7 separate regions of the Mus musculus genome follow, and regions 1, 3, 4, 5, 6 and 7 are each linked to region 2. The links are chromatin contacts, called in public HiChIP or PLAC-seq and promoter capture Hi-C maps. All regions are on one chromosome and are shown on one strand. The core of a region is the stretch at or near the end of the contact, and the rest is flanking DNA. Distances in the headings are between cores, read along the strand shown.

Region 1 (2,700 bases), core at 97-2,596, 1.4 Mb after region 2:
CCCTGATCTTTATACATGTACCATGCCCCCGCCCCCACCCCCCCCCAGAGTTATTTACTGGCCTACACATGTCTGCCATAGCAGGCTGCTGTCTGAACTCTCTCACACACAGAACAACAAATTTAAAACAAACAAACAAACATTCAATCACTAACCCAAACTCCTAGATACGTCACTTCTAGGTATAGTCCCTAAATAATCCAAGCTGGCATATGACCGAGGTACCTGTATATCTATGTTTTTTGGAGCAATATTCACAACAGCCAGTTTATGGAAGCAGTAACAGACAAACAGATCAAGATAATGATATATATGATACATATATGGTATGGAACAACATTCAACCATTAGAAAGAATAAAATGAGGTAATTTACAGGAAAATGTATGGGACTGGAGATCATGTTACATGAAGCAAGCCAATCTCAGACTGCTAAATATGCTTTTTTTCTTGTATGCAGGATACAGACCTTAAAAGGACTTATTTTTAGAATTTATGTGTACACACACACACATCTACCTGTTGGTATGGGAAAACCAGTACAGTGCCCCAGAAGAAATGTGGTCCTGGAGTTACAGGCAGTTGTGAGCTACCTGATGTGGGTGCTGGAAACGGAACTTGGGTCCTCGCCAAGAACATCAAGTGCTAACAGCTGAGCTATCTCTCCAGCCTCCTGTAACCTGACCCAAATTATGACCTAAAGTGGGGAAGTATTATTCCAGAAAAGGAAGGGGACCAGTGGGAAGGGGGACAATAGGATACAAACATAAGGTTAAGGGCCAGAGTACGTGGGTCCAATCATCTGTAACTACCGTTCCAGAGGATTCAATGCCCTCCTCTGGCCTCTGTAAACGCTTGGCACAGAGGCACTTGAGTGCTGAGGCAGGATTGGTTTTTAGAAAAACCTGGCCTACACCATAAGATTATCTTAAAAATAAAACCATATTTACTTATCAACACCTCAGAGTTTACTTTTAAAACCAGTGGGTAAATTTTTGTGTGTTTGCATGAGTGTACTTTTTTTTTCCTTCTCCCTGTAGAGACAGGGTTTCTCCATGTTGTAGCCTAGGCTCTCCTGGAACTCATTCTGTAGACCAGGCTGGCCTCAAACTCACAGAGATATGCTTGCCTTTGCCTGCCAAGCGCTGGGATTAAAGGCCGGCGCCACCACTGCCCTGATAAAACAGAATTCTTAGGATTTCTGTTTCAGAAAGGGGGCTATGAAAGCCATACCGCAGCACCGGCATAAAGACAACCGTGCGGAACCTTCGGGCTGCATCGCCCTTTGTTTCCTTCCCAGGGACAGGGAAGCATTAGGGTAGTGCGCACTACCGGGCGCTGGGGTTGGTCTGCAGATTTCGGAAGCGTCTGCTCCCCACTCGAGACTTCCGGAAGCCTCCTCCTCACGGTTGCACCGAAGGAAGGGTGCGCGACTTCAGAGCAGCGTCCCTTAGGAGGCGCGACAGCGACAAGACAGAAAGTAGGCACGTCCCGCCACGGAGCCTGACTCCGGGCAGAGCGCACGCGTTCGGCTGTCCAATCAACGTCTAGGGGCGGGCCGGCTGGTGGGGCTTGGGAGATAGGTGGAGCCGAGCCCACATTCTCCAATGGGATGCAGGCAGAGGCGGGCTTAATGGCAGAAGGAGCATGGCGTGGAGACAGCTGAGAGTGAGTCCTGCGCGGGGAAGCTCATTCGTGGTGTGGATAACCGGCAGGGAGGGGGATGAGGCTGGGAAACTGAAAGGCTGGGACCCTTGAAGTGTGACCTGCACGTGCACAGCTAAGGGCATGCAAAAAGCAAGCGTATGTGGGCAGAGGCTAGGCTGAACCTGAGAGATACGCGGGCATTTTTTTTTTTTTTAAATTGATCCAAGTATCGGGCCTTTGTGAGGACACGATCGCCTACGCTCCAAGGAGGGATGAAATAAGACATAAGGCCACCCTTTTGGATCAAGTGTGGTCAGAATGGAAGTTCCATGTGAAGAGTTCTTAGTTGTGACCCTGGTCTGGAAAAAGGGCACAGATACTGGTGCTTGACTTGAGGAATTTCTGCAAACTCCCCGAGGAGGGAGAATGAATACTTGGTTTGTGTTGCAGGCAAATCTGATCATATCTGCTACTTCCTTGTTTAGTGGACAAATCCCATTAAAAAAAAAAAAAAAAGTGTAGGCGCGCGCGCACGTGCGTGTGTGCACACGTGAGTGCAGATACCCTCTGAGACCAGAGGGTTTTGGATCCTCTAGAGCTCCAGTTGTGAGCCGCCTGACATGGGAGCTGGAACCGAACTCAGTTCCTCTGGCAGAGCAGCACGTGCACTTAAACCAAATCTGTTAGCCAAATGTTGGCTGACGCCTCTCTTCTTTTCTCCTGTTTCATTTAAAGCAGTGTTTTCCTTTTAGTTCCAAGCAGCCGTCTATCCCTCCCCCATGCCTTGGCCCCTCTCATTGGCCTCATCCACCTAGAGATCTCTTCTCCAGCTGCTATCTCCTCTTTAGCTTGTGTCTAACCTTTGAAAGTCAGCTTTTACTCGCTTCCTCAAGATCCTTCCATGATTTATCCCTTCATGTCACTTGTCATGGCTCTATGTTTATGTGGCCATTAGTTTGTCTCTTGGGTTACACTCTCCTGAAGAACAGGTTTGCTTGCCTTTGGTGAAGGATCGAATGAGTGCATTAGCCACATAGCATCTGGCAGTGATAGT
Region 2 (2,700 bases), core at 188-2,687:
ATGAATAAATAAATAAAGTTTCCAACATTAAAACTTGTTCTTTCCTCAATATACATAACACGTCTGTAGCAGAGGCAGGTCCGAAAACAGTACATCCCAGCAGGGGCTTAAAAGGCCTTCAGAACTTTTATTTATTTGTTTGTATTTGCAAGCTTGGGGCCAGACCCAGGGCCTTGAATTACAAGGTGACTTCAGCCACAGGACCTTGTAACATATTTCCATTTACAAGCTAGCCGTTCTGCCTGGCCTCTCCTTTCCCTTCTTCCTAATGAGGTCGTTTTGATCAATCACAAAGAAACATACTTAAGCAAACCTTTCCTTTCTTCACCAGGTCTCTCCTCTTTATACTGTCTCCTAGCCTCAAATGATTTATTTGGTGTGACTATTTAATGCTCACCTCCCAATCACAGTCTATGTTACATCTCAGTAGGAATCCTGGCTGGCTTCACTTCACCGTTACAGTGTATTTTCAGTATCTAGTAAAGTGGTCGTCACCCATGCTCATGATTAATTATACTAATCTGTAAATAGCATGCTCTGCACTAACATACTCCAAAGCACACCAGGAAACTTAGACTGTTTGAAAAAATTGCTGAATATATTTGTTCGGGTGAACCTGAAGGTATCAACTATTCTGTTTTTAAGAATCGAATCGGGCCGAGGGTCGTAGCACACGCCTTTGGTCCCACCACTCTTGAAGATCTCTGTGAGTCGAGACCAGCCTGGTCTACATAGTGAAACCCTGTCTCAAAACAGCAACAGAAAGAAGCGAGTCTGGAGTGCTGGCTCACGCCTGTAATTCCAGCACTTGAAATGCTGAGGCAGGAGAACTGCCGCGAGTTCAAGGCCAGCCCGGGTTACAGAGTTGAGTTCAGGCCAGTCTGGGGTAAGGTGTGAGAACCTAATAAAGAATGAATGAAGATGCCTCTTAGAGAGACTCCATTTATCTTAGTCACCCTGCTCTTCAGGCCTGGTTCCCTAACCCCCTAAGAGATTAAAATTAGAGGAGACAAACCCTTAGCTCTGGGTGGCGACTGAAGAGCAACCGCGATCTTCCCAAGGTCTTGGTCCTCTGCAAGTCCACCAGAAACCACACCACTCTCAGTGCTCCGAGGGAATAGCAAAAGCTACTCTCGAGATCCGGCTCCTGCGGAGACCGGGTCCTGACCCAGGCCAGGGGCGGGACCGCCCGGCAGCCCGCTGCAGCTGCCCCTCCCCCTCCAAGCGCCGGCTCTTCTCGTAGAGCTCTCGGGGCTCACTTGCTTTTTTTCCCGAGGGTCCGGGTCCCCAGGTCCTTCCTTGCCCGGAGCCCACCGCCACTCGCCGGCAGTTACCTGCTCCCTCAGATGCGCACAAGAAGCTATACTCACCCGCCACAACCGGTGCCAGAGCCGTACCTCACCATCCAATCAGAGCGCTCTGATGAAAAGTGACCCGCTACGCCTTGTCATCCTCTGATATGATTGGTCCACTGGCATGCCAATCATTCGGAGCGCGAATGAGCTAACAAGCCGGTTTCTGGGAAGGCTCCTGGGCTCGGCTGATGCAATGCTCAAGAAAGCTAGGACATGGAGTGTCACGTGACAGGGTTGACTATTGGCTTCAGGAGGCAGACATTTTGGGTTCTATTGGCAAAGCCCTAATAGTTGACAGTTAACAAGAGGAATGAAAACATGAATTTGGTGGCGATCACAGATTTTGGCATAGAACTGTTTAACTGCAAAGTGATACACGTACCTCAAAGGTTCGTTTTTCGGCCTTTTGAAACGGAGCAAGGTGGTCTTGAAATCAGGGGATTTGCCAGTCTTGCAGGTGTGCACCAATCAAATGTTCTTATTGTTATCGCGTATAGATCGGCATGCCTTCTTTAACGGTACCCTGGACTGAAATAAGTGCTTCAACCACGCCGAAGCGCTTTGGCACTGACTGATACGTCCGGTTCTCTCTTTGAGACAGGGTCTGGATAAATTGTCCAGGTTGGCCTTGAATTTTTCACTCTTGTCTTAGCCTCCGGAGTAGGAGGCAGTACAGTCCTGTGACATTAGGCATAGCTTTATATTTGTCCTTCAGGTCCCAATAAGAAGAAATTCGGGTCTTGATTTTGAAGAGGAAGAAATGACGTAACCCAAGTTAAAGGACATCTGTCCCTCTGTTTGCTTTAGAAAACAAGTCAACATTCTTAGGAAACGCCTACAACGGTGACGCACATCCATAGTCCCAGCACTTGAGAGCCAAGAGGATCAGAGCTTAAGGCTACCCTTGGGCCTTGGGCACAGTCTCAAAATAACACACACAAAACCTAAAATCTATAGGTAAGGCATCACACTAAAAAGTTCACACACCGTTTAATTTTTAAACTGTATTATCAGGTCTGCTAGTACCACTTTTTCACAGATGAGGAAACCCCAAATTACACGAAAACTTTTTCATGATGTACAGCTTTACAGAACAAAGAGAGTCATAAGTCAAGGTAATTTTAAAATATAGTGATGGTTATATCTGAAAGGCGACTATAGCAAGATGGAAAGCTTTTCTATAGACCCAAGATGTTATCTGATGGCATCTTTAGCTTTTTGGATGGTGGAAGCCAGTGGTCTGGTAAGTTAATAGATTCCAAATGGTTTCTATCTGTTAGTACAAGACTTTATTAGTTCAAACACAGAAATGGACAAAGAATGGTTGTTTTCAGAAGGCCAGAAC
Region 3 (2,700 bases), core at 63-2,562, 1.2 Mb after region 2:
CAACAAATAAATTTTTCTGCTGCTTCCATCTTTGTGCTACTTTACTAATAATCTTAATAAAAGGAAATATTACTCAACAACAATCTCATTTAATTACTTAAGGTTTGCTTTTAACATTAAGTATCTTCGATGTTTGGCAGACTGGTTTCGAAACACATTAAATCTTAATTTTCTTCCCCTTCTTTGGCAAGTTTTAAATCCTGCCAATTGCTCTTCTAGAACTCTAGAGGAATTCCATTCCACTATTCCAGTTCGTTTATATACTGAACCTACAGAAAAAAATGTCTCTGCACTATTTCAGAGGTTAGTAGAGAACTCCACCCAGTTAGCCACCTTTTAGCCATCTCTGCTGACCTCACCTCAGCTCACCTTCTGCATTCTTCCTGCATAGAAACTTCTTGTCATCACTCACCTTCAAGGCTCCACTCCCCTTTCCCCTGCATCTGTTTTCCTATCCTCCTACTCCCCTGATTCTACCAAAAAGCCCCGCTTAGCTGCCTGTTGCATAACGGCTCCCCCACTGCCTTCTCCCCGGATTGTCAGCCAAGCAGGAGTGCCCCTTCGGGCTCTGCTCTCCCACCCCCGCCCCCCAAACCCTGCAACACGCCCAGCAGGTCCACAGGCAGCAGATCCTCCGGGACTGTCCCCCGAGCGGGAAGCGCGGGGTGTTGCGTCTTGGAGCCGAGAGCCGGTTCGGAACTCCCGCAGCCAGTCCCGAGGGCAGCGTGGCCGCTCCCGCCGGCGCAGCCCGCGCACACCGCGGCGCCTGGCCAATCGCCGCCGCCATCCTCCAGCTGGGGTGATGTCTTCAGGTGTCCGCCGAGTCCTGCGTACTCGCCGCCTGACTCCCGCCAGGCGCGGCCGGCCCTCGGAGCCCCCCGGAATCCGTCCCGGGGCCCCGGGCTAGGCCCAGCGAGGAGACTGAGGTCCCGGGGATGCGGGGAGGAAGGAAGGTGGGGGCAGCGGCTGCCCGAAGGCGTGGGCCTGCCGGGCGGCGGTCAGGGATGGACAGCGCCGGGGACCAGGGCGGCGGAGGCCAGGGCGGGGGCGCGGCCCGGAGGCCCCACAGCAGGCCCGCGGCGGCCCGGCCAAGTGCAAGCGGCCCAGGGACGCAGGGCGGGGGGCGCCCGCCGCCTCGGGCAGCTTAGCGAAGGCGGCCACAGCCCTCTTGCTTCCTCCCTCTCCCTGCCGTCTCACCTTTAGGACCCGAATCCCTCCGGGCCGGCGAGGCGCCGCCGCTTCAGGTGGCTCCGGGGGCTCCAGCGGGCCCGCGGGCACGGGCTCCACCTCCCCCATTGGCGGCCAAGGATTTACAGAGACGCCCGGCCCGGCGCGACAGCGCGAGCCTCGGAGGCGCGCGCGAGCAGCGGGAGGCCTCGCCCCTCCGCCTAGACCCCGCCCCTAACCAAGACGCTCCGCCCCCTTCGGTCCCTCCCCGACCCGCTGGACCTGCGTAGTCGTCAGCCTGGCGAGGCCGGAGTAGAATTGTGGGAGGCTGGCGCCACTGCAGGCGGAGTAAGCCTCTGCTGCGCTCCACCCTGAGCTCCTAGGACCAGGGCGCAGGGAGAGCAATTTGGTACTTTCTGGATCCTCCAAGAAGCGGCCAGAGGAAGTGACAGGTAAGGCCTGCACCTGTTAAAATAGACAAGATACAACCCTCCACCATGGGCGGCGCTGGAATTCTCCATCCAAGACGCTTCCTGCTCCCAAATGTGTCTTGTCCCCTGGCACCCACTGGGGGTGAAAGAACTGTTGCTTATACTCACCTCTTAGGGATAGCTGGCGACCTTCTTCATCAAACCACCTCAAGTACACTAAGCTTTCCAGGCACAGTTCAGTGTCCTTTTCCTGTAATCAAAGTATCAGATTTCCTTTCTCGTCCTCAACCACTCAACCAGTAACATGGTGTGTAAGCCCGCTTTCTATTTTGCAAGTCTTAATTCACCTATTTTAAAAGCTGACTCTTTTTGTTCCTGGAGTGAAAGATAGTTTTGTGGTTAGTGGGCCAAATTATAAGTCTGCCTAATTCCAATTCCAAATCTCAATTGTACTCTTTTTTTTTTTTTTTTCTTTTGGTTTTTCGAGACAGGGTTTCTCTATGTAGCCTTGGCTGTCCGGGAACTCACTTTGTAGACCAGGCTGGCCTCGAATTCAGAAATCCGCCTGCCTCTGCCTCCCAAGTGCTGGGATTAAAGGCGTGGGTCACCACACCCCGTTAATTATACTCATTATTAGATCTATACATTCTATACATGTACAAATTACTTGATCTAATTCTTTCGGATTTTTTTTTTTTTTGAGACAGAAAATTACACATAGCCCAGGCAGACCCGAACTCACTATATAGCCAAAGCTGGCCCTGAACTTTTAGAGTCTCCTGTCTCCACCTCCCCAGTGCAGATGTGCACCACTATGCCCAGCTTCAGGTGGGTCTTCCGTGTTGTTATGGGTATTAAGTCTATGCAACACAACACGTGTATGACTGATGATAGAGGCCAGAAGACAGTGTCGGATCCTCTGGACCTGGAGTTATAGATGGTTGTAAATTGACAGGTGAACTCTGGGAGTTGACCCTGGGTTCTCTGGAAGAGCAGCCAGTGCTCTGAACCACTAAGCCATCTCTCTAGACCCTTGCGTTGGTTCTTAAGGAGTGAATGAACTAGATTAACATCTGCCTGGCCATTATCAAGGTGGATTGGA
Region 4 (2,700 bases), core at 198-2,697, 1.3 Mb after region 2:
CGTGTCACTCCCTGATTGGCTGCAGCCCATCGGCCGAGTTGACGTCACGGGGAAGGCAGAGCACAAGTAGTCATAAGATACCCTTGGCACATGCGCAGATTATTTGTTTACCACTTAGAACACAGCTGTCAGCGCCATCTTGTAACGGCGAATGTGGGCGCGGCTCCCAACACTTCTGTTTTCTCTCTCTCTCTCTCTCTCTCTCTTTTATATAAAACACGCATAATCACTTTTTCTGTATAAATGTAATCTGAACACAAGACCAACTATTGGCCAAATGTGGGGCTTGCCTGCTGTGGTGGTTTGAATGAGAAACTTCGATATAGGCTTAGATGTTTAACTCTTGGTGGCCAGTTAGTGGCACTATTAAGGTATGTATGGCCTTGTTAGAGTCCCTATGTCACTAGGGACCTGGCTTTGAGGCTCAGAGCCACAGGCAATTCCAGGTTCAGTCTCTCTGCTTTGTGCTTCTAAGTTCTAGATGTGACCCCCTCCTCTCTGCTCCAGCCTCTATGGCTGCTGCTCCCTGCCAAGCTTTCCCACCACAATGGACTCCTAACCCTCTCAAATGGAACCACAAACTCAAATCCTTCTGGCAGTTGCCTTGATTGTGTCTTATCCCAGCAACAGAAAAGAAACGAATGCACCAGTGATACCATCAACTTGAGAGATAGAGGCAGGACGGTTAAGAGTTCAAGTTCACCCTAAACTACACAGTGAGTTCAAAACCACTCTGAGCTACTTGTGACCCTGTCTCAAAAACAAATGAACAAATAAGAAAAAAAAAATCCTCCCCCTCCAATCAGCAACCTAAATCAGCCATTCATTTTTGTGTCTGCTTAAGCCAATCAAACTTTCATTCAAGTATTTAGTATGAACTGGCATTATATGGGTGACAATATTCCAAACCAGTAGCCAAGCCCTGTATTCACTAAGCCAACCTGCTTTCCACTGTAGTAAGAATCCCGTCCTTATTGCTCACCCACTCCCAGGTCTTCAGTACTTTTTCATCTTTTTCTAGGTCCTGCACAGGCACACTTTTTTTTTTTTTTTTTTTTTTTTTTGGCTGCCTCAGGCTATTTCTAACTTTACAAGGCTCTTGACCCTTGAAAAGGTCTGGGCCCAGCTCTCTCTCACCCTGACCCTACAATGACCCTTCCATCTTTCTACTCCAGTAAATTCTGGGGCATCATAAACAAGGCCCCAGGGATCTCCACTATCTGGACTTCTAGTGACAGCTTGTGAAAACTTCTCCAGGGAATCCAGGTCTGGGAGCTTTTTAAGGAAACATCACCTACTCCCTGGACCCATTCAGTGGGACAGGCGTTCATTTTCCCACCAAAGGGGGGCGCTGGGTACGATGGGCAGGCGGCCAGTTTCCTCCTGTGTAAGTAGGCGGCGCTCCCAGGCCAGGGTGACGTCATCTCTCCGCGTCGGGGGGGGGGCGGGATGCGCTCAACGCCATCTCCGGGCGCCCGGCTTGGGGGGGTGCCCGCTGGGTGTGGGGCGGCTCCGGGGCCGGGGATGGCGGCGGCCGCGGTGGCGGCGGCTCCGGGACGAGCGGGAGGAGTCCTGGGAGCTCCGTGAGATGGGCCGGTGAGTGTCGCCTGGAGCGGTGGCCGCTGGGATGGCCTGAGGCCAAGCAGGCCTGGGTTCGGAGCTCTAGTGGAAGGGCCCCCCTAGAAGCCCGTTGCCTCACCCCGGCCGCGGGCCCCCTAAACAGCGGGCAGAGCGAGCGAAAGAGGCCGTGCCTAGCCCCTCTAGATGCTGCTTTCCCGCCTGGCCCAGAAGGCGGCCTCAGGCCCTGATGCCCCGACGGGGTTGTCCCCGCGGGTCAGGATGTCCGAGTTCTCAGGGCGGGAAGGGGCCCCAAACAAGGAAGCGTCGCCAGCGGGGCCTGGCCTCACCTCCACGTCCGACCCCCTACCCCGACTAACCCTAAACGTAGACTCCCCCAGTTCAGGCCTGTACCCCTGTCGGAACAAGGATCATCAAAAGCCATCATCCCTGGTGTCTCTCCCTTTTTGCTGCTCCCTTTTTGTGGGGCGCACCTCTCCCTCAGTGAATTTGGGTCCCCCTCGGTGTGCAGTCTCTTGATTCCATTCCCTGCATGAAGAGGAGCTGCCTTCTCGGCTAGGTTGGCAGGTCTCTGGAATAGTTCCGTTGCCCCTTAGCTCAGGGCCACAAGTTGTGTCATTTCCCATGAGAAATTCTCCAAAGCTGCACCCTACACCCACACCCGGTTTCAGATTTTGAAGTGTTTTGCCTTGTGGGAACCTGGTGGGCAGGCTGAGCTTTCTTTTTGCCTCTTTCCGTCCTTTCATTATTTTGTGTTTGCTAACTCCTCGGTGACCCATAGACGGATTTTCCTTAGCTTTTTTTTTTTTTTTAGCTACAGAGGGCAAGCATCATTTTGGGGGATTAAGAAAATGAAAGAAAGCTGAGTGCTTTCAATTAAACGTTTGATGAAGAATGAGTGCGTGACTTGTACCCACTTGGTGATTTATTTGTGGCATTAGGAATCTGTTTTTCCACATTTCCATCTTTCGTGTACCCTTGAACCATGCCTATCTTAAGTAAACGTTGCCTTCAGTTGGATCGAGCTTGCAATATTCTGACTTTGACAGAACAGGTTCCTCGGTACTAGTCAATACTGCTAATCCAGTTGTTAGGACTTCGTTGGCCCCGGTTTTGGTTTTG
Region 5 (2,700 bases), core at 137-2,636, 1.2 Mb after region 2:
GGGGAGACAGAAGTTAGAAGAAAAAGGGGGCGGCAGGAGGTGGGGGCAAAATGTGATCATTGAAGAATACATGAATGTTCAGTGATCTGGTTTTGTGTACATGACATTTTCTTTTTTTTTTTTTTTTAAAGATTTATTTATTTATTATATGTAAGTACACTGTAGCTGTCTTCAGACACTCCAGAAGAGGGAGTCAGATCTTGTTACGGATGGTTGTGAGCCACCATGTGGTTGCTGGGATTTGAACTCTGGACCATCGGAAGAGCAGTCGGGTGCTCTAACCCACTGAGCCATCTCACCAGCCCACATGACATTTTCATAATCAAAAGCTTTTAGCAAATCCCAAAGCTTCCAGGTAAGGGTGTGGTGGAGTTGGCAGAGTGCTTGTCTAGCATGCAGAAGGCTTGGGTTCAATTCCCCAGCACTGCCTAAATCATGCATGGTAGTAGACACCTATAATCCAAGCACTCAGGGATGAGGATGAAGAGTCAGGAGTTAAAAGCCGGCTTAGAATACCTGAGACCCGGGCTGGCAAATTGGCTCAGCGGGTAAGAGCACTGACTGCTCTTCGGAAGGTCCTGAGTTCAAATGCCAGCAACCACATGGTGGCTCACAACCACCCATAATGAGATCTGACGCCCTCTTCTGACGCGTCTGAAGACAGCTACAGTGTACTTAATGAATAAATCTTTGGGCCTGAGTGAGCAGGGAGACTGAGTAAGCGGAGTTGACCTGAGCAAGTGGGGCAACCAGAGCAACTGGATCAAGCAGAGGTCCTAAAAATTCAATTCCCAACAACCATATGAAGGCTCACAACCAGATGTACATGTACTCATATACATAAAATAAATAAATAAATCTTTAAAAAATACCTGAGACCCTATCAGAGACAGAAGAACAGAAGGAAGGTTGGAAGAAAGACAGGAAGGGAAGAGAGGGAAGAAAGGGAGAGAAAGAAATAGTAAAATTTCAATAAGCAAGGCATTAAACAATTTCTCACTGACATTAAGATGCTTAATAGTTAATCTATTTAAAGAGTCATTTCTTTAATAATAAACTATAAACACAGGCTTCAGGATAAAACATTTGTAAGCAAACTGGTATGCTGCATATGTAGTATATAACAGAAAAAATGCAAAATGCATGTGAGAACACAGCCACTATTTTGATCAAGAACGGTGACTACCCAAAGCCCAGACTATGTTCAAAAAGTAAGCTTTTACTTAAAACTCAATTCATGGAGAAAAGTTACCTAGCAAAGCATGGTGGCTCAGCCTGGAATTCCAGCACTAGGGAAGCTAAAGTTGAGGATCAGTACAGGTTCAAGGCTAGATACTCTCAAAGGTCAAGCACAAACACTACTGGAAAGAACAGGAGTAGAGCTGAGTGGTAGAGAGCTTGCCTAGCATGCACTAACGCCCTGGTTAGCCCCAGCACCTATAAGAGCAGGGAAGCTCTCTGCTAGAAAAGTGTTTCCCCACAAGCACGCAATAGCTCTACAAAGCAAACAAAGACTGTTAGAAAAGCTTAAATCTAGTCCAAGAGCATGTACATAATCTAACTTGGAAAAAAAAAATCAAGACCTTAAGCTAGGTAATCAGTCACAAAATCACAGAAATAAAGTCCATGCCACCAGCATGATTTTTTATTTTTAAGCTCCAGGACAATTTATTAATAGAGTTTGAAGAAAAACTCCAGAAGGCAAGCTGTAAATCTTGACAGCAGCCTGGAGGAGAGAGAAAAGAGACAAAAAACATGTTGATTGAGTTAGGTCAGCATGGAGATAAGTCACATGACAGATGAGCAGCATGGTGACCAGGAGGAGAGCTGCAGAGAAACAATACAAGGCCTAAAGCAGAGAGTCAGTCACACTTGGGCTCAGGCTAATACCCAAAAGACAAAAAGAAAAGGCGAAGGGCCAAACTCAGCAGAACTTCATGAGGGCTCTAGCGTGAGTGCAGAGGGCAAGAATTCTGGGGAGGAAAAGTATCTTATTGTGAGGATACTTATATATCTCCTACTACTTAAGCATAGCTTAAAGCAGGTACTCAGTGACTGACTTGCCCACTCCAGTTAATTGTTAAGGGACCAGACATTCTCAAGGGAAATGTAACATTCCCACCTATTAAGATGTAACCCTAAAAATGTTTAGGAAATGAACTAAAGTTGAGGGATATAACTCATCTCTACATGACAATCTAGAAATCTGGTTCCAAAGCTTTTCACGGCAGAAGGTATTAATATCTAGGCCGAAGGTTTAGCCCCTTCCCTCACAGATAGGATCCAGGCAGGGATACTTAAGAAGAGACAGGAAATCAGAGCTCTCTTCTGCTATTTCTAGCCAGAGAACCAGGGACACGTGTGAACTACTGCTTCCACTGTCCCTGACTTCAACTGCCCGTTCAGTTGCTCTCTCCTGTTAATATCTTTGGTTTACCCTGTCTTTAGAGAACTGAAGCAATAAATGAATCTGATGTCTTCCTGGAATAGGTCTCAGATAATAAGGAAGTTGGGGTATCCCTGCAGTGAGTCCATCTAAGAGACTGACCATAAAAAGCCAGTGAAGAAAGAAGTCCTTGGCTGGTGAAAGAAAAGTGTGAGAGAAACAGTTACTAGAGTTACAAGACCCGGACAGAGAACTAGAAGCCAGAGCAAAGTACAATTTAAATGCCAATAGGTTTTTATGGAACAAATTTCCGG
Region 6 (2,700 bases), core at 40-2,539, 1.3 Mb after region 2:
GCTAAAAGAAAAAAATAAATAAAAAGTATCAGTAAGTGCCCCAAAGCTCAGCTTTCAGAACAGAAAGAAATGCAGAAAGTTATTTTCACAGCTCCTTCGCACCCAAAGCCACTTGGCCTGCTTTAAACCCATTTGCTGCGGAAATACACCCTAGGGTGGTTCGACGGCTCTCCGACACCAAGCCCTAACTGGGAAGCAGAACCGACAGTTCCAGGCAATGAGGAAGAGCCTGAGAATTACTAGAAACCGACGTCCGCAGAACCGAGAGTTGGAGAGGAGAGTGAATAGTGCGGTCTCAGGTGAGTTCTTTAAAAGAAAAAGAGAAAGAAGAAGAAGGAAGAAGAAAAAAAAAAAAGCGAAAGTGTTTGGACCAGAAGTTAGTTGGAAGGTTAGAGGGAGGCGAGGCCGATGTCCGGCTTTCAGTGGACGGCACTGCAGGGACCAGGCAGAATTGCCCCTGCGTGGGAAATGCTCAGAGTTCTCAGATCTGACCCGAGTCCCCAACACAAGAACGCTGATACGTGGCTCCGAGAGGACACGCGGGGGTGGGGCCCGGCCCCGCTAAATCCTAAGCTCCCCGAACGGAGCGAGCTTTCAAAGGAGCCTCGCAGCCTGAGAAAGTCAATGGGTTCAAGGAGGCCTGCGGCGGCCAGACCACGCCAAGGGAAGAGGAAAGCGACCGCGCACGACAGCTCCGGCTCTGAAGCTCCCGAGGTCGGCCCTCAGGAAGTCCAAGCAAGCCCGGGGCTCCCGGGTCCCTCCTGACCCAAACCTGGGTCCTCCTCACCCCCCACCCCCCACAGGCTGAGCCCGGACCCCTGGGACTGACAGGAGGTTTCCGGCCAGACGCTCGCGGCTGCGGCAGAGCCCAAGAGCCGACCCGCCCTCGGTGCCGCGAGTGACACTCACCGGCCCGAAACCTCGAAGGAAACCAGCAGCTTCGGGGGCGGCGGCGGCAGTGGCAGCAGGAACCGAACATCCAAAATGGCGGCTCCCTCGGCCTCAGCACCGCGACTGCAGGCGGAGGGATCCCGGGCGAGGAGGGCGCCTCTACCTCACGCCTCGCGCTTCCCCGGGAGACGCCGCTCCCCGGCTCCCTCTCGCCGGCCGCCCCGCGTCCCTCCGACTGCAGCCCGTGCCGTCTCCCACCCCGGATGACCCGAGGACTCGGCCCCCGCCGAGGACTATTTGCCGAGGAGGAGGCGACTGCGCCGGGCAGAGCGACTCAAAGCGTAGCAAGGGTCGGGGCTGTCACTGATGACGCTCGACGCCGCTGCCGAGTCACCGCTGCGAGGAGTCTGAGCTAGCACGCTCCGGCCCGGCCCTGGAGCCGTCGCACTTTGGTTCCGTTCTGGGGGGAGGGGAAAACTGTGCAGCCAGGAAACGGTGGGGGTCACCTGAGGTGGGCGGAGCTCAGCGAGGGAGCTGGGGAAGGCGGAGAGGAGATGCAGGGGAAAGCGCATAGACATGGTGTGACCAGTTTTGTCCGAAAGGATTCCTAAGTGGTCCTCGTTGGCCAGAGGTTTCTGGTCAACATTAGAAACATGCTCCAAGTGGCTTTGGATTCTAGGGTTTTATGGTATCTTCAATTTTTTTTTTTTTTTTTTTTTTTTTTTTTTGCGAAAACAGGTAAAAAGATGAAACCTAAGAATGGATTCCAAGCACAGCACCACCGCCTTGTGCGGCAATCTCACCTACGATCCAGTCCCCTCCTGTGAGGGGAAAAAAGAATCTGGACAAATGTCAGCTAAAACTCTTCCAGAATAGCTTTTCCATCTATGATTGAATGAACTAATGACCTGAAGCAAAGAAAGTCTAACTAGACAGTTCCTGGCGTGATAAATAATTACTAACTTGTGACCCAAGTCTTTTCCATGTGAACCTAGAGATCCTTGATATCTTGGCCCATTTAAAGGAAAGGTGACCTACCTAGAATAAAATCTTTCCGATAGATTGACAACAAAGGTATCCCAGATGTGAATAAAACACAAGACTACACTGAATACCAAAGACCAGGAACTAAGCAAAAATCCTGAGTTTCAAATTTGAGTGTCATAAACAGGAAGTTGCATCTTTTAGACATTCGTTTTTCATGCAAGGATTTCAAAATACAGACGTTGAGCTGAGTAAGTCTAGCCATACAATTTTGACCTTGAATTTCTGGAGCATGCCAAGTGGCTGGAAAGAAAGGATACCAAGGGCACGATCAAATTTATTAAATATTGGTGTCATATTGATCATAAGGTACCATCGTATGTACAACCTAGCCCGCTAAGCAATCTCGTGAGTCAAAGTAAGTAACCAAAGTTTACAAATAATGAGATTTAAGACTTGAGAAAAACTACAACTGTCTCTCACAATGGAGTCTGCCTTAAGATGTCATCTTACACAGAAAATTCACCACACCCCATATACATATTCCAACCCATACCTACCGGTTTATAGAGCAGAATGCTTACGGAATTCAAATCCTCCTACCTTTCTTCGGGGCATCTGTACAGGGCAGCCCTAGGTACACCCTAAGACTAGAAGAACATCATAATGCTAGCACAGTGCAGATTACTTTGAGCCAGGCCTATGCATGAAACATGCCAAATTCACTGTGAAATTTCCGTAAAGGAAATCTTCAAGCAGAGATGCAAGGCAAAGGTAGCCAAGTTTTCCACATGGAAGATTAAAATAGTTTTTATGGGCCAAAAT
Region 7 (2,700 bases), core at 194-2,693, 1.3 Mb after region 2:
TTCTTACATGAAAAGATTTTATACAAAATAACAATATCTGATATGTATGCCTTTATTATCTAATGACATTCATCTGAAAAAAAAAAAGGATTGGTTAGTTTGAAACTGTATCTAAACAATGTCCACACACATTCGCACCTTCGGTTGGGTTGTCCCTAGGCACTTTAAATATGAACAACCTGCCCCTTAAGTGCTGCGATACTTTTCTATCATCGGAGCCAAACAACAGCCATCTTCAGGAATGTAGCTGTGCCCAAAGATCATCATATTTGAAGGAGGGGCCAAGAGGGTCTTGGAACCCTCACCTGGGTATGCCTGCAATCGATACCAGCTGTTGAACGTACTTCCGCCCTAATTACGTGTAGCCTGGGGAGGGGCTAGAGTGTGGGCTGGAGAGCAGTAGGGAAGTGGGCTCCATCCATGCCAGGAAGCCTTCATTTCTACTGGATACTTTCCAGTGCAAGCTTATTTGAAGGAGAGTGATTACTCACTTGCTTGTTAAGTGACTTGTCACCTATGGTCTGTAAATGAGCCCAATAAACTAATTTGTGCTTCAGGGGAAATTTTTCTATCATTGTACTTTGTTGTTGGGACTGTGTGTGTAGAAAGTGTTAGCCACAAATGTCATGATCTCATTGCAGAACTACAATTTTTCTATGCAAATATTTTGCTGGGGGAACGATCTGAACATTTTATGGGAACCAAATATTGTGTAATTCTAAGGTCCTAGTATCCTGGAGCTTTGAACAGCGGCACATGGTTACAAGCCAGTTATTTTCAATTCATATTATCCTCCCAAAGTAACCTGCAGTCCTCGTTTTACCACTGACCCAAGACAAGCCACAGTTTTGGTCTTGATAGCTGTGGCCTCATAGCAGGGCCAAGAGCCAGAGAACAGGAAGGCTCTTTCTCGCTTTCAAGCCCAGAAAAGCCTCTGAATACAGATACAAAATAAGAGCGAGAGTGGAGGCTGTGCAGAGTACATTAGTGAAGGTGCGGGGCGGACAGTGTCGGTGGAAAGAGAGGCGGTGGAGGAAAGTCGGCTCCACAGCGCTGAATCTCGCCCAACCATCCCTCCGAGGTCGGAGTCCCAGGACCGACCGACCGACCGACCGACCGACCGGTGAGCTAAGTGGGGAAGCCAGACTCCGCTCGGATCCGCGGGCGTTTGCGAGACAGTCTGCAGCCGGTTTTTCCAGGGGCTGGAAGAATCTGGAACAAGGGTACCGGGCACAGAATCCAGGAGAAGCCTCCACCCGCCCCGCCGCGCCCGGGGCAAATTGCAAGGCGCGCCCTTAGCAAATGACTCAACCCACTGCGTGACGTTAAGTGTCACAAGTCAGGTCCCACGCCTCCGCCGTGGGAAATAGTCCCTCGCTCCGCCCCTTGTTGTGTGCGCAGCCAATCCCTGCTAGGTAGGGCGTGGCTAACACCGCCCCCTTGGATTCCTCCGCTCGAGTCCGCGGTGGGGAGGTCGAGGGAGTCGCCATTTTGGATGCCGAGCGGCTCCTCGGAAGTCGGCTTCTTCCGTTTTCACGTCCGGATCCCTCCAGGTGAGCGTGCCCTCCTTAGACCTAAGCATCTTTGTCTCCCTCTTCCATCTACGTCCCGCTTTTACGGAACCCCAGCGTTAGTCTGTAGGACCGTGAGGACAAGCCGTCCGCGCCGTGTCAGCGGGGGAAGCCCTGGCAGTCGGGGTCAGGCCTGAGGTCGGGCTCCGGCCGTGGGAGGAGGTGGGACCGCCTAGACAGGTGCTGGCGTCGCTGTTGCCCCCGGCATGAGCCGGGCACTGAGGAGACACCCCTCTGCAGTGCGGTCGGGTCGGGACCCTGAGGGAGGCCTTGTCCCCACCGCCGCGGTTGCTGCGGGGTGAGTCAGACCAGGAGAGCCCGAGGGAGCGCTCCTCTTCCGGGTCCTGGGGTCAGGCGTGGCCCTCAGGACCTTGAACTTGAGCTAGGATGCGGACCGGACCAGGGCTGCGGCCGACTGATGTCAGGGGGAGGCTACGGGGGCTTATTGTGTACAGTCTGTTGTTGTTGAATGGCTCCCGGGAGGAGACTGTCATTTCTTTTGTTGTGCCTTCTTGGTGTTTGTTCTGGTTTTGTTTGTTTTTGTTTTTGTTTTTGTTTTTTTGTTCTTACGAGAACAAAACAGTATAATCCCTCCATCAAACAATCAACCTGTGTTTCATTGTTTCAGTCAGACTTTTCCATTTCCATATGCATGTCTTTTTCCAGCTTAGTAAAATATTAGTCGGTACATTTGTTAACATCTCACACCCTTCAAGGTTTTTTGACCTTCGTGGGGGAACTTCACCGCATCCTTGTGTTTAAGTCACGCGGCTTCTTAACATTTTCACTTGATAAAAACAATGCTTTCTTCCCCTGATTACTTTCGTAGCCTTTCTCTTTTTCTTCTTGTGCCTCTGGTTTCTAACAAGACCCGAGCCTCTAGAGTCCTTAAGTAGACTCTGATCCACTTAATTTAGGCTCTAATCGGGATCAGGTCCCAATTATATGTAACCTTTTGTGGTTTAAAGTGCCAACACTTCCCAAAACGAAGTGTAGTCTATGAAAATTATTTCATGTGGAACCCTTAAATTACTGATAACGAGGTTTCCTTTTTTTTTTCTTTAAATATTTATTTTATGTGTATGGTGTTTTGCCTAGACCCTTTATCTAGGGTCCCAGGCATATCTGC

The links. Promoter capture Hi-C pulls out the DNA fragments that hold promoters and counts their contacts. HiChIP or PLAC-seq counts read pairs in DNA pulled down with a chosen protein or histone mark. Capture Hi-C pulls out chosen DNA fragments and counts their contacts.
Region 1: an H3K27ac HiChIP or PLAC-seq map of microglia shows a contact between it and region 2, with 5 times the contacts expected there. The contact joins the promoter of Dhodh here to the promoter of Aars in region 2. A contact is called at or near these places in 2 of 39 promoter capture datasets (liver and pre-B cells) and 1 of 115 datasets of contacts at active chromatin or transcription factors (microglia).
Region 3: a contact with region 2 is called in a promoter capture Hi-C map of liver, with 2.4 times the contacts expected there. The contact joins the promoter of Phlpp2 here to the promoter of Aars in region 2. A contact is called at or near these places in 4 of 39 promoter capture datasets (fetal liver, hippocampal neurons, liver and 1 more), 2 of 484 Hi-C or Micro-C datasets (the G1E-ER4 cell line and liver) and 1 of 9 other capture datasets (pancreatic islet).
Region 4: a promoter capture Hi-C map of adipose tissue shows a contact between it and region 2. The contact joins the promoter of Atxn1l here to the promoter of Aars in region 2. A contact is called at or near these places in 3 of 39 promoter capture datasets (cranial neural crest, liver and pre-B cells), 1 of 115 datasets of contacts at active chromatin or transcription factors (fetal liver) and 1 of 9 other capture datasets (adipose tissue).
Region 5: a contact with region 2 is called in a promoter capture Hi-C map of liver, with 2.3 times the contacts expected there. The contact joins the enhancer-like site here to the promoter of Aars in region 2. A contact is called at or near these places in 5 of 39 promoter capture datasets (the 3T3-L1 cell line, hematopoietic stem and progenitor cells, hippocampal neurons and 1 more).
Region 6: a contact with region 2 is called in a promoter capture Hi-C map of liver, with 4 times the contacts expected there. The contact joins the promoter of Ap1g1 here to the promoter of Aars in region 2. A contact is called at or near these places in 3 of 39 promoter capture datasets (hematopoietic stem and progenitor cells, liver and pre-B cells) and 2 of 115 datasets of contacts at active chromatin or transcription factors (astrocytes and pro-B cells).
Region 7: a promoter capture Hi-C map of pre-B cells shows a contact between it and region 2, with 2.6 times the contacts expected there. The contact joins the promoter of Ist1 here to the promoter of Aars in region 2. A contact is called at or near these places in 2 of 39 promoter capture datasets (liver and pre-B cells) and 1 of 484 Hi-C or Micro-C datasets (B cells).

The regions. Positions count from the first base shown.
Region 1 is chr8:109,607,319-109,610,018 of GRCm38.p6, reverse strand. Dhodh (dihydroorotate dehydrogenase) reads left to right here and starts at 1,346. Exons shown (of 9, transcript NM_020046.3): 1 at 1,346-1,667. The coding sequence starts at 1,647.
Region 2 is chr8:111,032,579-111,035,278 of GRCm38.p6, reverse strand. Aars (alanyl-tRNA synthetase) reads right to left here and starts at 1,437. Exons shown (of 21, transcript NM_146217.4): 1 at 1,016-1,437.
Region 3 is chr8:109,867,215-109,869,914 of GRCm38.p6, reverse strand. It overlaps Phlpp2 (PH domain and leucine rich repeat protein phosphatase 2), which reads right to left and starts at 1,312. Exons shown (of 19, transcript NM_001122594.2): 1 at 1,198-1,312. The coding sequence starts at 1,296. Gm17344 (a long non-coding RNA gene) reads left to right here and starts at 1,385. Exons shown (of 4, transcript XR_003947453.1): 1 at 1,385-1,619.
Region 4 is chr8:109,736,527-109,739,226 of GRCm38.p6, reverse strand. Atxn1l (ataxin 1-like) reads left to right here and starts at 1,447. Exons shown (of 4, transcript NM_001080930.2): 1 at 1,447-1,596.
Region 5 is chr8:109,799,262-109,801,961 of GRCm38.p6, reverse strand. All of the region lies in intron 1 of Ap1g1 (adaptor protein complex AP-1, gamma 1 subunit), which reads right to left. Among named protein-coding and RNA genes, the nearest start is that of Ap1g1, 22 kb to the right of the region's middle. Within about 2 kb of position 1,386, at least 46 of the 459 cell types and tissues checked have an H3K27ac peak or open chromatin away from gene starts, as enhancers often do. A contact at or near this core is called in liver, where this site is marked.
Region 6 is chr8:109,777,172-109,779,871 of GRCm38.p6, reverse strand. Ap1g1 (adaptor protein complex AP-1, gamma 1 subunit) reads right to left here and starts at 1,289. Exons shown (of 24, transcript NM_009677.6): 1 at 910-1,289.
Region 7 is chr8:109,692,037-109,694,736 of GRCm38.p6, reverse strand. It overlaps Ist1 (increased sodium tolerance 1 homolog (yeast)), which reads left to right and starts at 1,443. Exons shown (of 10, transcript NM_028018.2): 1 at 1,443-1,553.